Regions from separate parts of the Mus musculus genome. Here regions 1 and 3 are each linked to region 2. A link is a contact called in public HiChIP or PLAC-seq and promoter capture Hi-C data. All regions are on one chromosome and are shown on one strand. Each heading gives the region's core, a stretch centred on a gene start, on an enhancer-like site or on the middle of the called end of the contact. The rest is flanking DNA. Distances are from core to core; before and after follow the strand shown.

What was found. HiChIP or PLAC-seq counts read pairs in DNA pulled down with a chosen protein or histone mark. Capture Hi-C pulls out chosen DNA fragments and counts their contacts.
Region 1: a promoter capture Hi-C map of adipose tissue shows a contact between it and region 2. The contact joins two enhancer-like sites. A contact is called at or near these places in 1 of 15 datasets of contacts at CTCF or cohesin (the NIH/3T3 cell line), 2 of 115 datasets of contacts at active chromatin or transcription factors (double positive thymocytes and embryonic stem cells) and 3 of 9 other capture datasets (adipose tissue, liver and pancreatic islet).
Region 3: an HNF4G HiChIP or PLAC-seq map of pancreatic cancer cells shows a contact between it and region 2. The contact joins two enhancer-like sites. A contact is called at or near these places in 4 of 115 datasets of contacts at active chromatin or transcription factors (embryonic stem cells, epiblast stem cells, microglia and 1 more) and 3 of 9 other capture datasets (adipose tissue, liver and pancreatic islet).

Annotation. Positions count from the first base shown.
Region 1 is chr17:28,441,038-28,443,737 of GRCm38.p6, forward strand. Fkbp5 (FK506 binding protein 5) reads right to left here. Exons shown (of 11, transcript NM_010220.4): 2 at 1-16. Among named protein-coding and RNA genes, the nearest start is that of Gm22146, 4.1 kb to the right of the region's middle. Within about 2 kb of position 1,359, at least 31 of the 459 cell types and tissues checked have an H3K27ac peak or open chromatin away from gene starts, as enhancers often do. A contact at or near this core is called in adipose tissue, where this site is marked.
Region 2 is chr17:28,339,846-28,342,545 of GRCm38.p6, forward strand. Tead3 (TEA domain family member 3) reads right to left here. Exons shown (of 13, transcript NM_011566.4): 2 at 1,504-1,755; 3 at 309-373. The coding sequence starts at 1,705. Among named protein-coding and RNA genes, the nearest start is that of Tead3, 9.6 kb to the right of the region's middle. Within about 2 kb of position 1,321, at least 213 of the 459 cell types and tissues checked have an H3K27ac peak or open chromatin away from gene starts, as enhancers often do. A contact at or near this core is called in adipose tissue and pancreatic cancer cells, where this site is marked.
Region 3 is chr17:28,250,226-28,252,925 of GRCm38.p6, forward strand. The region is part of intron 2 of Ppard (peroxisome proliferator activator receptor delta); the gene reads left to right. Among named protein-coding and RNA genes, the nearest start is that of Ppard, 19 kb to the left of the region's middle. Within about 2 kb of position 1,441, at least 35 of the 459 cell types and tissues checked have an H3K27ac peak or open chromatin away from gene starts, as enhancers often do. A contact at or near this core is called in adipose tissue and pancreatic cancer cells, where this site is marked.

The sequences.
Region 1 (2,700 bases), core at 109-2,608, 100 kb after region 2:
TTTGTAAGTAGAAGACCTGCCAAGAGAAATGCATTTCCTTCAATCAAAGTATCACTTCTTAACACACCTGAAAAGTCCCTGAGAACTAAGCTTACATAAGACTAATAGAGTTAAAACACAGAAACAATAACAAAAGCATTTGCTGTGGGCATGCATTGATGCCATCAGACAAGGAAATAAAACATCACCCACTTCTTCAATTTCCCGTCTAGCCACGGTCCTAGATGAGAGCAGTATAAGTCAGGCCTGCCGGTAATTATATTCCTTAACAGGACAACACAGGGAGAAGCTGCCCTCTCAGAACCATAAAACAAGTCTTCTCCTACAGCCATATTGTTGAGAGAGAACAGAGGCCTCTGGTGTTCTGCCACTCTCCTTCACACACACTGGTCAAACCAACCAGCTCCCTTTCCATAACCAGCCACACCCATTTGATTACTCTCTCTTCTTTCTCTCATGAGCCAGATCCACAATGCCCATGCAAGTCGTTTTGCCATTTTACCCTTCCTTAGCTCTTCTCAGCTGGATGTGGATATTTATGAAGCACTCCTGGTAGATAAAGGGTCTTGTAGAACACGGGATGTGTGCTTTGCATATTACAGTCTTCAGCAGGGAACTCTGGAGGGCTGCCTTTCGCTCCTACTTCAGGCACTCTAAACTGTTACTCAGAGCAGTGTACTCAGAATACAAACTCTGCTTCACAGAGACCCACTGTCCTGAACTCAAATGTATCGACTGGCCTGGCCTTGAACTAACAGAGATCCACCTGTCTGCCTCCTGAGGGCTGTTACCTTTTCTCCTGCAAAGCCAATCTGCATATCAGTGATCAATAGGCTAAACGAAACACACTTGTCTACTGCCGGGATTATCTTCTACTGCTCCTTGACTGAGCAGGGAAATGAAGAATTAATAACAATGCCAATTATTTTCTGAATCAGGTTCTTATGTAGCCCAGGCTGGCTTCAAACTGGACATTTCTCTCTCCTCAGCGTTCCGAGTACTGAAAGTTAAGGACATTACCAAAACCGGCTCACTGTGGGCCACTTCTAAAGCTATTCCACACTAGGGTAAGGACAGACTCCAGGCTCAGTCAAGTCACCTGGTGGGCCCTCTGCTTACAGTCAAACCAAACACAAAACAGCTCCCAGTATTGTAAAGAACCCGCTTTACTAATAGAACTGAGAATTGGGCAACTAAAATATGAGTGTTTTAACTCATTTCCAAACAAGCTAAGTTTTCTTCAGGTTGAGCTGTTTGTTGTGCTGAAAGATTTTCGAAGAGAGCAGCACAATCCCAGGGCCCAGCCCCTGTGTGGATTTCCTAGCACAGTTTATACCAGAATAAAAGGTCCACATGTTTGGCTCAGGGTAGGGGAAAGCCTAGAACAAGCTGTTCTCAAACAAACAACCAAAGTTAAGTACCTAGCTCAGCACAATGCTGGACTAGATAATCAGGGAAACTAGACCGGGGGGCCGACCCCCAGCTTCTAGGACTTGGTGACACATATCTGGTGCGTGAGCTTATAGGAAGCGCCTAAACAGCAGGGAATGGTCTTTAACTATCTGGAGGGAGCTGCTCATCGACTTATCCTTGGGAAAGGTTCGGTAGGTTTTCAGAGACACGTGGGCCTCTAGCAACACAACAGGACAGAAGCACTGAGCACATTAAAGGCACTAGGTGAAAAGTTCTTGAGAAATATTCACCAGCCTCACCCACAGGTTACCCACCAGAAAAGGTGAGAGGGCCTTTCCAACAAAGCAATATAAACCTTTAGCAGGTGATGTGCACCATAACTAAAGAGGAAGTGGTGAGCCCACACCCGGGGAGACCAGCTGAGCAGCAGCAATGCTTTCTGAATACACACTGGCCCCAAACCCAAACAAGAATAAATTCACAAGGAATCCACGGTGTGCTGGCAGTGCTGGCCATGCCACAGTGTGGGACTCGGCTGAGCGCACACGTGCAATTCACCATGCATGCCACTGCATCATGCAATGCTAAACGGTGCTGCTCACAGCCCCTCAGCTCACACCAAAGGCTATTGTGAGCTACGCAGTGTTTCTGCTGCACGCACGCACAACGGTTTCTGCTCTTATAGAAACACCATGGTTTAGGGACATACAACAAGGACCTAATATTTCCTACTGCCACCTCTCGGCAGGTAATATCAAAACACAGTCTATCTTTGGACTCAACTGTACTAGACAAACAAGCATATCCATCTTTTGGTGTGCATATTTGCTTATCTCGAATAAATAGTAAAAATATCTGCACAGCAAAGATTGTTTTAAAATAAACTATGACTTATTATCAATAAATGTTCTCCTTGTATGTCTATTTTATATGCCCACATGTCTGGGATTGCTTAGGAATATCTTGGGCAAAAAGGAGACAGGAGTAGGAACATTTAAGAAGCTGGATCTAGGGCTGGGTGTGTTGGCGCATGCCTTAAATCCCAGCACTTGGGAGGCAGAGGCAGGCGGATTTCTTAGTTTGAGGCCAGCCTAGTCACAGGAATACCCTGTCTCAAAAACTCCAAGGTGGAAGGGGCTGATCTAAGAACTATCCTTGTAACAGGCACTGTGCGCCATAACCAAACCTGTGACAGCAGCAATTAGACAAACTGCCTCATGGCGATGTAAGGGGAGGCGGACTTTATCTATGTGCTATTTCTTCCAAAAATACTTAATGGGAAAGCTG
Region 2 (2,700 bases), core at 71-2,570:
TTTCTGGTGTGTGTTGACGCAAGTGGGGTACTGTGGGGGTTGCTACTCTGCCTGATCTACTGAACTCCCCACTTGGCATGGTCCCTCCCTGGTTAACTCCCACACCTTCCAAAGGAGGTTCTGACATCCTTCCTCCAGGCCAACCTCCAGCAGGACTGTGGCTGTTTTACTACCCAGCCCAACTAGCCAAATACCCATCTTTCTGACTGATGAACAGGCCCTGTGAGCTAAACTGTGCTTCCTACATCCAAGGTATCCATCAAGGTATCCACTGGTGGTGTGACAGGGGACCAGAGCCATCTCTCTACCTGTTTTCTTGTCCTGGTTTTTCCAGTCCTCAGCTTGATGTAGCGGGCAATCAGCTCATTTCGACCTAGTCAGGGAGACAGAGCCGGTGAGGACTGAGGGAGAGGGTAGAACCCGGGGGTGGGGGGGCGGGTGCCTGGGCACACCTACTCAGGGCTCCTCATCACTGCCTCCAGGACTTGGTGGAAGGCATAGCCTACAGAAAAAGCCTTGACAGGCTTCCTGGGCAGCAAGGCTCAGAGGCTGAGGGTTTGGATAGGTCTCAGCCCACATCCTCTATCTGTAAGCTGTTCTGTCTAGCTTCATCCTGATCATGGGGGACCCGGAATAAGTTCTCTGCCCCTTCTCTGGTGAAGGAAGACAGGAGACCTCTGATATGTCTCTTATACTGACAGCTTGTGTTAAGGTCTATCCCTGGGTCCTTGTGCCAGTGACCCCTATGGCATTGCCCAATCCTCTCTGGGTCTGGGGGTAGGGACTCTGCACAACACCAGAGACCATCTTGGGGAGTAGGCTATACAATGTGGGGGCCGCCTAGACATACCACAGGGTGTATGTCAGCATCCAGGGTGTGTGCTCAGCCCCCCAACCTCTTGGCCTCCCCAGAACTGCCACATTCCCCAAATTCCTCTGCGATGACAGAACAGGCCCCACCGCTCCTCCCCGCCCGCCAACCCCTTGTCTAAAAATACCCCGTGGGGCTGCCCTCCTATTGGTGAGGGTACAGTGTGGGCAGGCGGCCCCACCCAGTGGAGCACCCCAGAACATCTTCCTGTCCCAAGAGTGGAGTTTTTATCAAGCATCAAGGATTGGCCTGTTCAGATAGTGGGACCCCAATCTCCCTATGATATCCCCCAGTCCTGGGCCCTGGGAGTTAGAGTCTGGGGCTGCCTCACTAGGCCACAGACTACTGACAGAGGCTCACTGGACTGACCCAGTTTTCCTGGCCCCCTGAGTCACCCCGAAACCTCCAGCCGGCAGGGCTAGGGAGAGGCGGGGCGCGTGTGGGCTGTGGCAGGCCTGTTTGCGAGGTGCAGTTGGAGGAGGCCCCAGACACACGCAGCCCAAGCCTGCCGGCCCGGACTCGCCCGCTGGGCAAGCCGCCAGGGCTCCCCCAACCAACCGGTCTGGCAAGGGACAGAGAGCAGGGGGTGGAGCCAGCGGGCGGGCCACGCCCACCTAGGCAGCCGCACTCACCGTACATCTTGCCCTCATCTGACAGGATGATCTTGCGCCGTCCGCAAGGCGGGTAGATGGCCAGGGCCTCCTGAAAGCTCTGCTCGATGTCCGGGCTCCACACTCCCTCCGCATCGTTGTCCAGACCCTTGTCCAGGCCTTCGGACCCATCTTCCCGGGCCTCCCCGGGGCTGCTGTTGGCGGTCCAGCTGTTGGACGCTATTGTGCTGGTTGCTTTGGGCTCTGGGCCTGAGCCCCCTGGATGGCCTGAGCCTAGACAAGCAGATGCCAAGGGTTAGGGCAGGCTTTTCCCACCCACCCCAGCGGCCACATTCAGTGCTCCCTACACCACAGGTAGGTGCTCCAGGCTGGATGCTGTGACCTTGCAGGAGTTAGTTTGCCTCTCTGAGCACGGGGTCCTATAAACAGTCTGTGGAAGGAACAGGTTAAGAGTGGAGGGTCTCAGTCCCATTCCCAGTACTCATGTGCAGCTAACGCCTGCCTGTCCTTCCAGCCCCAGGGAAACCACATGCCACGCATACACAAAGTTAAAAACGCAAATCTATTTTAAAACCAAAAAGGGTCTCCTTGAGTTATGAGGATTAAAAGGCTAGGCTGGAAACCCTGAAACAGTAATATTAGCTGGGTGTGGGCATGCACCCTGGAATCCCAGCACTTGGAAGGCTGAGGCAGGGGGATCAATACCTCGGCCTCCTCCACTACACAGCTCATCTGGGGCCAGCCTGGGCTACACAATACCTATGTCCTTCTTGTCCCTCTCCCACCCAAGGGCCATACTGTGGCAGACAAGAACAACTCCTGGAAGCTGTCCTCTGACCTCCACACACAGGCACAGACAGCACACAGGGATAAATAATTGTAATAAAATGGTAAATGGCTGGGGAGATGGCTCAGTGGTTAAGGGTCTTGGCGGTTCTTCCAAAAGATCCAGGTTCTATTCCCAGCACCCACGTGGCAGCTCACAACTTTAACAGCAGTTCCAGGGCATCTGACACCCTCTCACGGGCACACATGCAGGCAAAACACCCACTTCTCATTAAATAAAAATAAATTAAAAAGGGTAAAAGGAAAAAGATCCCCTTGATCTCACCAACCATAACAGTACATATCAGCAGGTGCTGCACAACTGGGAGCCCTGGGCAGGAGGATTGCTAGTTTGGAGCCAGGCATGGTGTTTGCCTGTAATCCAGATTTGGG
Region 3 (2,700 bases), core at 191-2,690, 90 kb before region 2:
TGTTGTAGGTATGTGGATGTGCCTACATGTATGCACGTGCACCACATGTGTTCCTGGTGCCCATGGACTGGACCCCCGGGACTGAAGTCATGGCTATAAGGCACCATGTTGATGCTGGAAACTAAACCTGGGTCCTCTGCAAGAGAAACAAGTGCCCTTCTCCGCTGAGCCATCTCTCCAACCCTAAACTTCCTTTTAAAAAACTTTTCTTATTTATTTATATTGGGGACAAGGTCTCGCTCTGTAGCCCTTCCTGATCAGAACTTACTGTGTAGCCCAGGCTAGCCTCAGACTCATAGTGATCCCTGCCTCTGCCTCCCTAGTGTTGGGTTAAAGCGCATGCCCCTGTGAAGCCCTCCTCTGACCTCGGTGCTTTTGGGGTGGCTGACTGCTTCCATGCTCCCTGCCCTGGTGGCTGCTGTGCTCCCTGGACCACCTGCATTTCACTGAGAATGTCTCAGCTCTCCTTGCTGACCAGACAGCATCTCTTCATTGCTTCTCCGCAATGCCCTCATCCTCTGTGGGTACGCTGTCCCTGCTTTATCTGTGGATGTCAGAGGATCTCTACTTAAAAATTATTTTATGTGCATGAATGTTTTGCTTGCATGTATGTCTGTCTGTACAGCTCCTGCATGCCTGGTATCCACGGAGGGCTGAAGCAGGAGGATCCCCTGAAAGTGGAGTTACAGACATTTGCAAACCACCGTGTGCCTGCTGGGAACCAAACCCCGGTCGGTCGTCTGAAGGGCAGCTCATGTTCTTCACCATAAAGCCATCTCTCTAACCCTGATGTCTACTCCTTAGAATTTTTTTTTTTTTTTCGAGACAGGGTTTCTCTATAGCCCTGGCTGTCCTGGAACTCACTCTGTAGACCAGGCTGGCCTCGAACTCAGAAATCCACCTTCCTCTGCCTCCCGAGTGCTGAGATTAAAGGCGTGCGCCACCACGCCCGGCATTACTCCTTAGAATTTTAAATTGTATTTATTTATTTGTATGTATTTGTGCACACTCATAAACATTCCACAGCACCTTATGTGGTGGTCAAAGGACAACTGTGGGAGTCAGTTTTCTCCTTCTATGTGGGTGGTCCCAGGGATGAAATTCACATTCAGTTTGTCACACTTGGTCACGGGCCTCTTTACCCATTGAGCCATCTCAAACCTGCCCCCTTCACCCTTTATTTTTGAGGCAGGTTTCATGTATTCCAGGCTGGCCCCAAACTCAATATAGCTGAGGATGGCAATGAACCCCTCATTTTCCTGCCTCTGCTGTCTGAGAAGAGACCCGCACCACCATCAAGTGCTGGGATCCAGCCCCGGGCCTCGTACGTTCCAAGGCAGGCGCTGTACCCACTGGGCCACCTCCCAGCCTGGCCACCAGCCGTTAGGTTGCTGACAGTGCTGGTGTCTGCCTGGTTTTGAAGGCCATGTCTGCAAGCACCATGGAAAGATGGGGAAGTTGTGGGTGAGGAGGTCCTGGTCCTTCTCTGGATGCTGGAGGGAGGTGGGGGAGGCTGGCTTTTAAAGGTCCCTCCAACAAAGACAGCACTAGTGGGGAAGAGGCTGTCTGTTGAGACGCTGGTGTGGCCGACCTGTGTGGTGAGTCACTGGGAACAGGGGCTGTTTGTTCGAAGGTCCCTCCCCAGTTGCAGGAAGTGTTAATAGTTCCTGTACTTCAGAGAATGAAGCTTCCTCAGCTCCAAAACCAGCCTGTTGAGTCTCAGATGCTGCCCGTCCAAGTTAGCATTCCCTGCGTAAGGATAAGAAAGCCAAGACTCTGACTTGTCAAGGCGAAGCTGGCCTCATACAGCTCTGGCTGAGCACTGCCTGCTGCCATTATCCTGTCTCCTGACTCTGAGGTGTGCCCGGGCCTGGCTACTGGTTCTGAACCCTGAACGTGCCCAGCTGACAAGTTGTCCCTCTGCATGACTTCTGCTCTTTCAGGTGGCCCCCCTGACAGCCGGGCGCCATGTGGGAGTCCAAGGCTCAGCCATCTAGAGACAGGCTCTACCTCTCGATGAGAAGAGTGGCATAGGGTATATGGCCATCCATGATCGAGCGATGGAGAGCTGGGGTTGGACCCAGAGCCTACTATCACCACACTGTTACCATATGGAGTCCCTCTCTGATGTCTGCCTCCTATGTTGCCAGTGTCCCCTCTCACCCTCTAAAGTGGGAACTGTGCCAGTTCCCAATCCATGTTGGCAGCCAAGATCCTTCCAAAATAGGTTGTGCCCCCGGGATCTGCTCGTTGCCCTCAGGCATCAGGCCTGGAACTTCCCTGCGGAGTTCCCCTTCTGCAGTGCTGGGGGTGGGAGCCTCACACTACACTGCTGTGCACTGCAGGCAGATGTGCAGGCTGACAACCCTACAGCTGTGCCAGGTGGTGCCCGACAGGTGAGTCCCACACAGGGCATGGTGGGCGGACTTTCCAGGAATTTTGGCCCACAGAACTAGAAGCCCCCTTGCTGATTAGTGTGTAGACTGATTAGTGTGTAGACTGCCTTGCTGTTAGCGGCTCCTCCCACAGCCACAGGCATCTCAGAAAGAGACCTGACTCCCTCCTAAAGCAACCTCATTCCCTCGGTGGGAAACACTAAGAAATGTAAAGGAAAAAAAAAAATCAAATTACCTAGAACCTGCTCAGAAATCACCACGGCTTAATGTGTCAGTGGATATTCTTTGGGATGTCTCATTGATA